Regions from separate parts of the Mus musculus genome. Here region 2 is linked to region 1. The links are chromatin contacts, called in public Hi-C maps. All regions are on one chromosome and are shown on one strand. Each heading gives the region's core, a stretch centred on a gene start, on an enhancer-like site or on the middle of the called end of the contact. The rest is flanking DNA. Distances are from core to core; before and after follow the strand shown. Region 1 holds the start of Samm50 (SAMM50 sorting and assembly machinery component). Region 2 holds the start of Efcab6 (EF-hand calcium binding domain 6).

What was found. Hi-C and Micro-C count contacts between places; a contact is called where the count stands out from the background.
Region 2: a contact with region 1 is called in a Hi-C map of cerebellum, with 1.9 times the contacts expected there. The contact joins the promoter of Efcab6 here to the promoter of Samm50 in region 1. A contact is called at or near these places in 10 of 39 promoter capture datasets (the 3T3-L1 cell line, 3T3-L1-derived adipocytes, cranial neural crest and 6 more), 7 of 484 Hi-C or Micro-C datasets (the HL-1 cell line, the HPC-7 cell line, the N1E-115 cell line and 3 more), 2 of 115 datasets of contacts at active chromatin or transcription factors (embryonic forebrain and embryonic stem cells) and 1 of 9 other capture datasets (adipose tissue).

What each region holds. Positions count from the first base shown.
Region 1 is chr15:84,188,604-84,194,165 of GRCm38.p6, reverse strand. It overlaps Samm50 (SAMM50 sorting and assembly machinery component), which reads right to left and starts at 1,926. Exons shown (of 15, transcript NM_178614.5): 1 at 1,782-1,926. The coding sequence starts at 1,802. Pnpla3 (patatin-like phospholipase domain containing 3) reads right to left here. Exons shown (of 8, transcript NM_054088.3): 8 at 4,645-5,562.
Region 2 is chr15:84,063,887-84,068,980 of GRCm38.p6, reverse strand. Efcab6 (EF-hand calcium binding domain 6) reads left to right here and starts at 3,632. Exons shown (of 32, transcript NM_029946.4): 1 at 3,632-3,719.

The sequences.
Region 1 (5,562 bases), core at 677-3,176:
AGCCCTAAACCTCCTGCTTCCAACTCCCAACTTTCTGGAATTACAGCCACCATGTCCGGGTCCAAAGGGATACCTCTTAAATGTTAGAATTTTGTGACTTCAGACAGTTTCTCCCTTTTTTGGTACTCAATTCCTATTCATGGGATACTGATTAAATGCAATTTTCTTTTGTTCTTTTACTAAGTGAGGGGAAAAGAAAAAGGCAGGTGCATGCCTAGAGCCCTAGTACTCGGGCTGGCAATGGTTCCACGCTAATATGGGCACTTACCAAGGATGACAGACAAGACATCATTTCACGTCACTATTCATTGGGTTCCTGCTGTTAGTAATCTTAAATCACTATTAACGTCTGCCAAGTATGAAAACATCAGGCAGAGGAGGAATGTGCATGTGGATCCATGTGTAATCCAACGGTTGGCAAATCCGCTTTGTAAGGGCAAAGTCTGCATTCTATTATTTAAAAAGTTCCAATGGTCCCTCCTAAGATGGCAAAGCATGACACAAAGTCCTCCAGAGGCCACCAGCCCCACAATCTGGAGGGCAGATGTCACTGTGGTTCACACTTCTGCCACAGCTCAGTATCCTCCAGGACCTGTTTACCAATGGGGATTCTCTCACTACGTAGTGTTTGTTTTGTTTTGTTTTTAGACAGGGCCTCACTATATAGCTCTCGCTGGCCTAAAATTCACTGCATAGACAGGGCTGGACTTGAACTCACAACAAATTCACTGTATCTGCCTCCTGGGTGCTGAGATTAAGGGTGTGTAGTGCCATGCCTAGCTACTGGATCTATAAGCCCAGCTACTCAAAGGTATGAAGGATTCCAAATTCAAGGCCAGCCTGGACTACAGACTGAGCTCCAGGCTGGCCCTGACAGCCTAGTGAAGGAAAATAGTTGAAGAGATCTATGGATATAGCTCAGTGAGTGCTTGCCCGAGATACTGACACATGCTCGTCAGAAGCTTAGACAAGACTACTAATATGAGGCTAGCCTGGGCTACAAAGCCAAAGTCAGAAATAGGGATGGAGGAGATGCTGAGACAGCACAAGGGTCTTCTATAGTTTGCTCTGCCCATTTATGGGGAGGGAGCTCATTCTGCCCAATTCCAGGTTGCCAACTCAATGAAAGCCAACTCAAAAGTGAGGACAGATCGGCAGGCACAGGCACTCGCCCCTTAGGGCCTAATCACCAGAGTTCCATTCCCCAGTTTCCACACCACAAAGTAGGAGAAAACTGACTCCAGCTGTTGTCTTCTGACCTCCACATGCATGCACACACACACACACACACACACACACCCCTTTTTAAGCAATAGTGCTGGGTTGGAGCGATGGGTTCAGCAGGTACTGCTCTTGCAGAGGACCAGAGTGGTTCCTGACACCTATAAGGAGGCTCACAACTCTCTGGAACTACAGTTTCAGGGGATCAATTGCCCCCTTCTGGCCTCCACGGGCTATGCACACAAAGTGCGCGCGCACACACACACACACACACACACACACGCGCGCGCGCGCACACACTGGTGCACATAATAGTAACTGGAAACTGTAAAACAAGGCTGCAAAATAACTTGTTGTGTCTTGTCTTCTGACAAACCCTTCTTCCAAGCCTTGGTGCTGTAAGGTCACCTGGGGAAATTCCGCTGAATGACCTTGGGCAAGTCACCACTGCCCTCCCGACCGCGACAGACAGCCTCCGGCCCAAAGCAGCTCCCACACCCTCGCTGCCGCCCTTGCCCCAGGCGCGCGTGTCCCGCCCAGCCGCCGCGGGGGCCTCTCACCCGGGCGTGCACTGTCCCCATGGCTCCCTCTCCGGCTGCTGCCCCAAGGCGGTGCCCGCGCCCAACCAAACTCAGCTACAAACACAAGAGGCTCGGCTACAGGTCACGGAAGCTGCGTGCCGAGCGCCGCCATGTTGTACCACCTAGGGTCCGCCCCCTGACTCAAGACCCTCCGCTCATTGGTCCGTATGAGAGAGTGACCCGGATGTTCACAAGAACGCCAGGAAGCCCAGTGCAAGCGTGGAGCGTTCAGTGACGCCCAGAAAGCTGCGGTTATGGGCAGAGCTGGTCCCGTGAAAAGGCAACGGAGCTGAGCTCCTCGTTGTATGGGGGCTTACCCCGGTCTAGTCCTTGGAGCCTCAGTTCCACTTCTAAGGTGTGAGCAGAAGGGCGCAAGGAAGACAGAGTGTGTGCTCCGGGAACCGACGGGTCCAGTAAAAAGGGTCTGGGCTGAGGATGGGGTGGAGGCGTCTTTAAAGAGAGTTCGGTATGTAAAGATACTTGCCTCCAAGCCTGACAGCTTGGTTCAATCCTGCAGACCCACATGGTGTTAGGAGCGAACAGACTCTCAGAAGTGAATAAATTTCGCCTTCCCAGACTCCTCAGAAATGTGTATGACATTTAATTTATGTATTTACTTATTTATGAGACAGGGTTTCTCTGTGTAGCCCTGGCTGTCCTGGAACTCACTCTGTAGACCAGGCTGGCCTCGAACTCAGAAATCCGCCTGCCTGTCTCCCAAGTGCTAGGATTAAAGGCGTGCGCCACCACTGCCTGGCGACATTATATTTCATTTAAAGGTTTTTCCTGTGTAGGCCCGAGTGTCCTGGAACTTGCTCTGTAGACCAGGCTGGCCTCGAACTCACTGAGCTCCATCTGCCCCTGGCCTCCAAGTGCTGGAATTAAAGGTGCATGGACCACCACCACCCACATTCATATTTTTAAAAAATACTTATTTATTTATTATATGTAAGTACACTGTAGCTGTCTTCAGACACTCCAGAAGAGAGCATCAGATTTCGTTACGGATGGTTGTAAGCCACCATGTGGTTGCTGGGATTTGAACTCAGGACCTTTGGAAGAGCAGTTGACACGCTTAACCGTTCAGCCATCTCACCAGCCCCAGATTCATATTTTTTAAAAGATGAATGGAGCTCTCTTGAGTGTTCAGGTGAGGACGGTTACATAAACAAAAAAGACAGCTGTGCGTTTGTGTTTTGGTAGCAGAAACAGTTACTGTGCCTCAAAAGAATAATGTAATAAAAGCCACTGGTAGCTCTGAACTGCAGTTTACTAAAGATAGAGTGGGGTTCCTGTCCTCTGACCTGCAGTCAACCTGACACCACTGCACTTGACCACTGAAGCCTAGCTTCCTTTTCCATCCCCTCCTTCCGGGACACTCCTGACCTTTTTCTCGTTAAGCATCTGCAAAGATGGGGCCCATGTTCCCGTGAATCTGAGCCTGACACCATGCAGGGATTCATGAATAATTGCTATGTTCCTATCCTAACGCAATCTAGGGTACTTAGCTACTTTCCTTCCCAAAGACAGAGCTGGGTGAGGGCAGCCTGGTCTACATAGATGGCCCCAGCACAGCCTGGGCTACACAGAGAGACCCTGTCTCAAGCAAACAAAACAAAAAAGCCCTAAGGGCCCAGAATCATTCTCCCATCATGCACATACAATGTCTGTTAGTGCCACTGGTCAGGAATAGGACCATTGTCACAATTTTTGAGACAAATTTGAAGTGAGCTTTAATAAATAATGGCCAGGACAATAGACACTAGCTAGGTCCATACCCAGAATTCCCAGACTATGGCATCAAATTGCTTACAAAGGCAAAGCCCACAAGGCTATGTACTTTCTGCCTTCATCCACTGGAGGCAAGTATACCTCTCACCTATATGTGGTCATCACATCCTGTGCAGTTGGGGCCACCAAGCTTGTTTGCAGAAGTTATCTTACGTGGACAACAGCCTCCAGCAATCCAGGAAGTTATCTGTCCTGGGCCAAGTGGGACTTACAGGTTAGAGGCTTTTTTTTTATATAGGTCTCTTAAGCACAGTAATTTAAACTTAAAACATACCTTTAGCCCTCATATGTTCTCCCTGTTAGATTATTTAAAAAGCAGTTGTAGAGGGAGAGAAGACAGAGCAAGCCTTGGTCTGACCTTAGGTAGGATCATGTTTATTAACAATGAGGGAGCGTTTTGTCACCCACACATGCAGGTGGCCAAAATGGCCACAGGAGAAGCCCTCTATAGAGGTAGAAATGACTTACTAGTTCACAAGAGGAGACTGGGAAATGTAGTCCATCAGAGGGGAAGCTGGGAAGTGTAGTTCTTCATCAGTAAACGATCCCTGCCCTACCCCCTTGTTGGTGTTACACTGGGGAAAATTGAAGCCTTGAACACTGCCCATGATCCAAGCTTGTGTTCGGGTTATCCCTGTGTGTTGGATGCCTGAGTGCTCCTGTCATCTTCAGGGCTGGCCTCACCTGTGGCCAGAGAGAGTCACATGCGCACCCAGCCCTTTGTCACAGTTATTTGCTCCAGACTTTTCCCTCAGTGGTTCTGGAGACTATGCCATTGTCCTTTCCCAACGCTTCCTAGAAATGCACATTCCAAGCTGATGTGGTTGTGTGTGAACATGGTACTGGGAAGGCTGAGGCAGGAGAATGGAAAAAGCAGGTGAGCCTGAACTACATAGTTCCAGACCAGCCGGGGCTATACAGCACCAACCCAGTCATTTTGCAGTGTGGAGGACATTCAGCCTGCACGCCTACAGGGAAGAACACAAACTTATAGAGGAAGCTGTCCCACAGGCCCTTTTAGTTGTAGGAGAGGCAGAAGAGACAGAGAATACATTTTTCTAAAAAAAATCACATTTATTTGTTTTTTGTTCCCCACATTTATTATGGACCCTTTTCCCTTAAACAGTTGTGGTTATTTTTGGTGTATCCATTCAATCCTTCTGCTGTTCCACTAGTTTGCATACTCATTTGCATAAATTCACCCACACCTGCTTTTAATAAACAAATGAACCAGCCTTGCTAAGGGGCTTACAAGTCAAGACATTGCTCCCTGCTGCTCACTGTCTGACTCCTGAGGTGTTCCTGAGAATGGAGAGACTCCAAACCAGTGGGAGTTTTGTCTGATAGGGTGGCAGGAATATTCTCTACTGATGAGAAACGTCCAGAAAGGGGCAGCTCAAAGCAAGGCAGAAGTTTCTACTTTTTTTTTTTTTTTTTTTTGAGACAGGGTCTCATGTAGCCAGAGCTAACCTCCAACTCCCTAAATAGCCAAGGAAGACCTTGAACTTATGATCCTCTTGCCTCTACTGCTTGAGTGTTGGGATTACAGGCCGATGTCACTGCCTGTCACTCCACAGTTTATAAGGTGCTGAGATTGGACTCTGGGCTTCAAGCCTAGAGAAGTCCTCTGACAACTGAGCTGCACCCTAGTTCCTGGTTTCTTTTCTTTCCTTGGGACAGTCTTATCTTCTGTGTAGCCTAGACACTTTGTCTCTAGAACCACATTCTCTCTCCCAGAGTCCTTTCTTATCCCATCTGGATCAACCGTGCTGAGATTATATGATTCCTCCTGATGTGCTTGCATGAACCTGGAGCTCACTAGGCCTCCAGGAGACTCAGGCATGGGAGACACACACCTTCACTGTCTACACTTAGGAGTATGGGCAGCACCTGGTTTCTTTTGTTTGCTTGTTTCCTTTCTAAAGTGTGAATTACAGGAAACACACACCACACCCACAGCTGTATAGTA
Region 2 (5,094 bases), core at 2,383-4,882, 130 kb after region 1:
TCCTGGACTGACACGGTGACAAGCTGCTCGCTCTCGTCCCTTCTCTCAGACATGCTACTGGGAAGCAGGATGCTGTGAATGCCCAAACCTGCAGGGCGGCCTGGGTTAAGGCTGTGCAGCAGTCTGTCTTCTTGATTCCCGAGGGAATGAGGAATCTGTTGTTGACTTGCCCCACTGTAAAAATGTTTTCTCTCCATCCTTCCTTTTTTTGTGTGTGGCAGTACTGAGGATGGAACCTAAGCTGCACATATCGGAGGGGAGCCCTGGCCTTCACTGCAGCTTTTCTGAGTCTTTTTCAGGGGTGTCACCAGAGGGCTTGGGCAGCAGATACACGTGGTGGATGGGAAAGTGTGGGCAGTAAGTTTCCTGGGAGGTGAGGGTTAGGAAACATAAAGCAGAGTAATGTGGAGGGGTGTGGGGGTGGGGGGTGGGGGGTGGGGAGTGAGGGAATACCTGGCGGGCCCCTGCCAAGGTGTCCCCACCCCCCGAGAAATCGCGTCATACGACAGGGACAGGCCTAGTACAAAAGGAGGTTTATTGTGGAAAGGGAGGGGAGCGGGTACCTGCAAAAGGGGTAGGGACTGAGAAAGGAGCGACAGAGGGGGACAGGAGAGAAAGAGGTCTGGAACACACGTGGGAGGGGGGGAGAGGAGAGGAGATGGAAGGAAGGAAGAGGAGGAGGAGGAAGAGGAGAGATGGTGTAGGGAGCAGTCCTCTTATATGTGGCCACACCTGGCAGCTACAGGGCAGGTAGTAATGGCGGTGGGCGGGTAGCTGTTGGGCGGAGCCTAGCTGGAGTTGTCTGTAAGCCAATAGTGAGCCCCTCAAGTTCCTGGTGTAGATGATGCTGTGGAGGATGGGGAAGGACACAAACACCGCAGTCCGGCTCCAGGCCCCACCCTTTTGAAAGTAGCCCTTTGCAGGGCGTCCTGCACTCCGAGGGAACCAGCAGGGTGCTTGGAAAGTTTTCCCAGAAGAAATGACAATCATTAAATTGTTGCCCTGGGGCCACTGTCTCTGATACAGAGCTTGCTCTGTCTGGACAGAGATCAAACCCACACTAATAGGTGTTATGATTTCATTGGGCAATAAACACGTAAGCTGAATTTAGCTTCTTGTGAAAAAAATAGTCAACTCTTCACACAGAAGTAAGAAATTGCCAGTGCAGGAAAATACTTTACAGAGTAAAGATTGGGGAAGTGGAGGGGGAAACACAAAAAATTAAACCAAACATGAGCAAATCTCCAGGTTTAGGTTTAACACGTCCCATCAGGGATGAGACCCTGCCCTCTGCTATGGATCTCGAAGCTGGAGCACATAGCAAGCAAAAGGCCAGTAGTGTACAAAGCTCAAAAGGGACCCTGCGTTTGCCCACGAAGGTCCAGGCTGTGGCCTGCTTGCCTCTTATTTGCAGACTAGCTTCTCCTCCCTAAAGACTTCTAGAAATTTCCAGGATGTGTGTGGATGTGTGTGTGTGTTAAGTGTTTATGAAAATAATACTTCCCAAAACAACAACATAAGAAGGCTTTTGCAAATCTGTTTATTAGCAGGCAGCTGGATTCTCTTATCTTCTTTGATCTTATCTCCAGCAGAGCTTCTTTTAGGTGAGAAGAATTGAAAAAAAAAAATCCAGTAATGTCTTAGCTCCACGAGGAAATAGTTTTGACTGAATGTCTTCTGAAAAGGCTACAAACACAAGCAAAGGTTTCTGAAAAGGCTAACACATAGCCCTCTGTGAAGGGACCCAGGACAACCAGTACAGGCGTTGGACTCTCTGAAAAGCAGTTCTCTTTTGGGACAAGAGAAGGTGTCAAAGAAATTATGAACATATGGCATGTTTGTCAGGGGTGTATGGATGCTATTTCCTAATGACGGGAGGCCTGGTCATTCAATTAGAGGGATAAATGTGTCAGCCTGGTAGTGGGCAGGAGAGATTGCTTTCTCCTTAAATAGGCCAGGGGCAGGGGCTACTTAGGGTCCAGTTGTGCAGCATAGGGCACAGTACTCATTAATTCACCTGCTGGCAAAGATATGTGCTGGGTATCTTACCCATGAGGCTGTGACTTCCTCTCCAAATAAGAAGTCAGGAAGTCTGTAAGTGGGGCCTGTGGACTCAGGTCTGTGGATTCTCGTTCTGGACCTGACTTGATCAGCTGTGAATCCTTGGACAAAATATCGTGTGTGTGTGTTTCCACTGGACCTATCTCATCAGCGTCCTGTGGAGCAGACTGAACTAGACATAAAGTACTTACACGGGTGTCTGTCTGTACTGGCTGGTTTTGTGTGCCAACTTGACACAAGCTGGAGTTATCACAGAGAAAGGAGCCTCCCTCGAGGAAATCCAGCTGTAAGGCATTTTCTCAATTATTGATCAAGGGTGGGAGGAGGGCCCATTGTGGGTGGTGCCATCCCTGGGTTCTGTAAGAAAGCAAGCTGAGCAGGCCAGGGGAGGCAAGTCTGTAAGCAGCATTCCTCCATGGCCTCTGCATCAGCTCCTGCCTCCAAGTTCCTGCCCAGTGTGAGTTCTTGATCTGACTTCCTTTGGTGATGAACAGCAATGTGGAAGTGTAAGCTGAATAAACTCTCTCTCTTCCCCATCTTGGACATGATGTTTTGTGTAGGAATACAAACTCTGACAGTGTCTTAAGAAGGGAACTCCACAGAGCCAGGGAGAAGGACCATTACTGATGACATCAGTACTGTCATCCCTCGTGATGACTAGGTCTAGGGTACTCTTGGTACTAATTTATTTGTGAGGGCCTTATGGTTGTATACCATGCCATGTACTGGCACAAGGTGGAGTCCAAAGATAGTGGTAGGCAAAGCAAGCAGGTCTTGTGTTTGTAGAGTCATGCCCTACAGTAGACAAATAGGCCTCTGCCAGACATGCTAATTCTAAGTTAATCTTGCTCACCAGACATCCAGCTAGCACTCAGAAAGTATGGCATGGGGAAGCTGGATTCATTATCCACAAGGGCTAGAGAGATGGTTCAGTGCTTCAGAGCACTTGCTGCTCCTGCAGAGGACCCAGCTTGATTCCCAGCACCCACATGGCAGCCCACAACCACCTGTAACTCTAGCGCCCTCACCTGGCCTCTGTGGGCATTGCATGCACACGGTACACATAACACACAGGCAGACACATACTCAAACACATAAATGTAATCTTTTGAGGGCAAAATTAAACATTACTTTCTTATTTTTAATTGCAACATAACTATTTTTGAGACGATAATGTATTTGAGTAAGTGCATATTCGCACACAGATTATATATGCATATGTAAATAGGCTTATATAATTCTGATGAATATAGCAATTATACAAGAAAAAGAACACAAGAATATTTTGCTATAAGAATGTAAAGATAAATAACTCTGCTTCTCAGAGGTGGGGCAGGTCCATGGGACACGGCTTCAATCACAAAGAAATCCAACATAATAACAATAAAAACAGAAAAGAGGGATACACCCCACACCTCTCCCAGGGACAGCATTTCCGGAGGAAGTCCTTCCTAGGCCCGAATCTTGTCTGGCTCCGCCTCCTTGGCCAATCGCAACTCCTCTACTTGTCGGGGGCGGGGATTTACCATCCACCTGGGACGTACCCTGGTTGCTGGGGCAACAGCGTCCTGAAGACTTGGCTCATGCCTGCTTCTGGGACCCAGCGGCCAGGTCTGCAGCAGGAGAGTTGGCGGCTGAGTTGGTGACCACCAAGCCGGGTAAGGAGGGGGAGCGCGCGGGGCCCGGAGGACCAGGGCAGTGCGGGGCTGTGAGGAGCGAAACGAGGGGCGCGGGGGAGCGCGCGGGCGGCGGGCCCCGCGGGAGGTTCGGTCTCCGATTTCTCCTGGCTTGCAGCGTTCCTTACCCTGCTCATTTGCGCCCCACCTAGATCCTGAACACAACGTTCTCTGCTTAGTCCTGAGGAGGACTTGGGTGAAAGACCTGTTAACCACACAAGTAGCAAGTAGCAAAGGCAGAACCGCCTCACTCTGCTTCCAGGCAAACGCTGCCTTCCACAGCCATGTTCTATATCAGTTAACCCCATTGCCCACATTCCATATGAAAGAAAGCACTTCGTGAAATGTTCTAAGCTTTCAGGCTGAAGGCTGGCCCCCCAGTTCACCCTTCCACTCCCTTTTCTTTCCCTCCTAAAAAAAAAAAAAAAGTTTTGTTTTATTTATTTTTAGAAGGTCTCACTATGTAGCCCTGGGTAGCCTAAAACTTGCTGTGTAGACCAGGCTGGCCTTAACCTCACAGAAATGACCTTCCTCCTCCTGAAAATATTTACTTTCCACAAGTCTGCCTCTTCCAAAGGGCTTCTATATCACCCTGGGGAAAACACCTATTTCTCTTAAATTGTATCTATCCTTGAATAGTGAACTTAGAGAAATACGGTAAATAAATCCTATCTTTACAAACCACACTTCATTTTGGTCTTTAATCCGTTGCCTTCAGTTCAATAAACATTTCTTTGCCTAAGCTCCAGGGAGTGGAAAACGAACCTGCCGTTGGCTCCTTGGGTGTATGTGAATGGGTGTTTTCTGTCCAGCCTATGAATGGGAGGAAAAAGAATTCACTGGAGTCATCTGTGTGTTGGCTTTATTTACGTTCATTTTCGTGCTTGGTTTAAGGTAGGAATTTTTTTTTTAATTTAGAAGAAATGCTTACTGAAGCTGGACATGGTGGTGTACACATGCAATCCCAGAATTTGAGAGACCGAGGCAGGAGGATCTCAAGTTATAGCCTGAGCTACCTGAAACCCTGTCTCAAAATGAAGAAACCCACAAAGCTTACCTTATATTTGTTATCTTGCATGCTAATTTTATTTGCACTTCTACTTTGTATTCTGTGTCCCCCACCCATTTCCAGCCATACAGAAGTTGAGCACCTATGCTGTGACCCTGACAGCTAATCAGCACCCCCAAATAGAACCAGTTCTGCAGACCTGTTCAGCCACTTGATGCTAATGAAGTAATTACTCTAATAAAGCTACCTCATTGGTCTGTAGCAAGCTCATAGAGCAAGGGTTCTCAACCCGGGGGTTGCATATCAGATACTCTGCATATAGATATTATCCAGGCTGGTTGTGGGTCA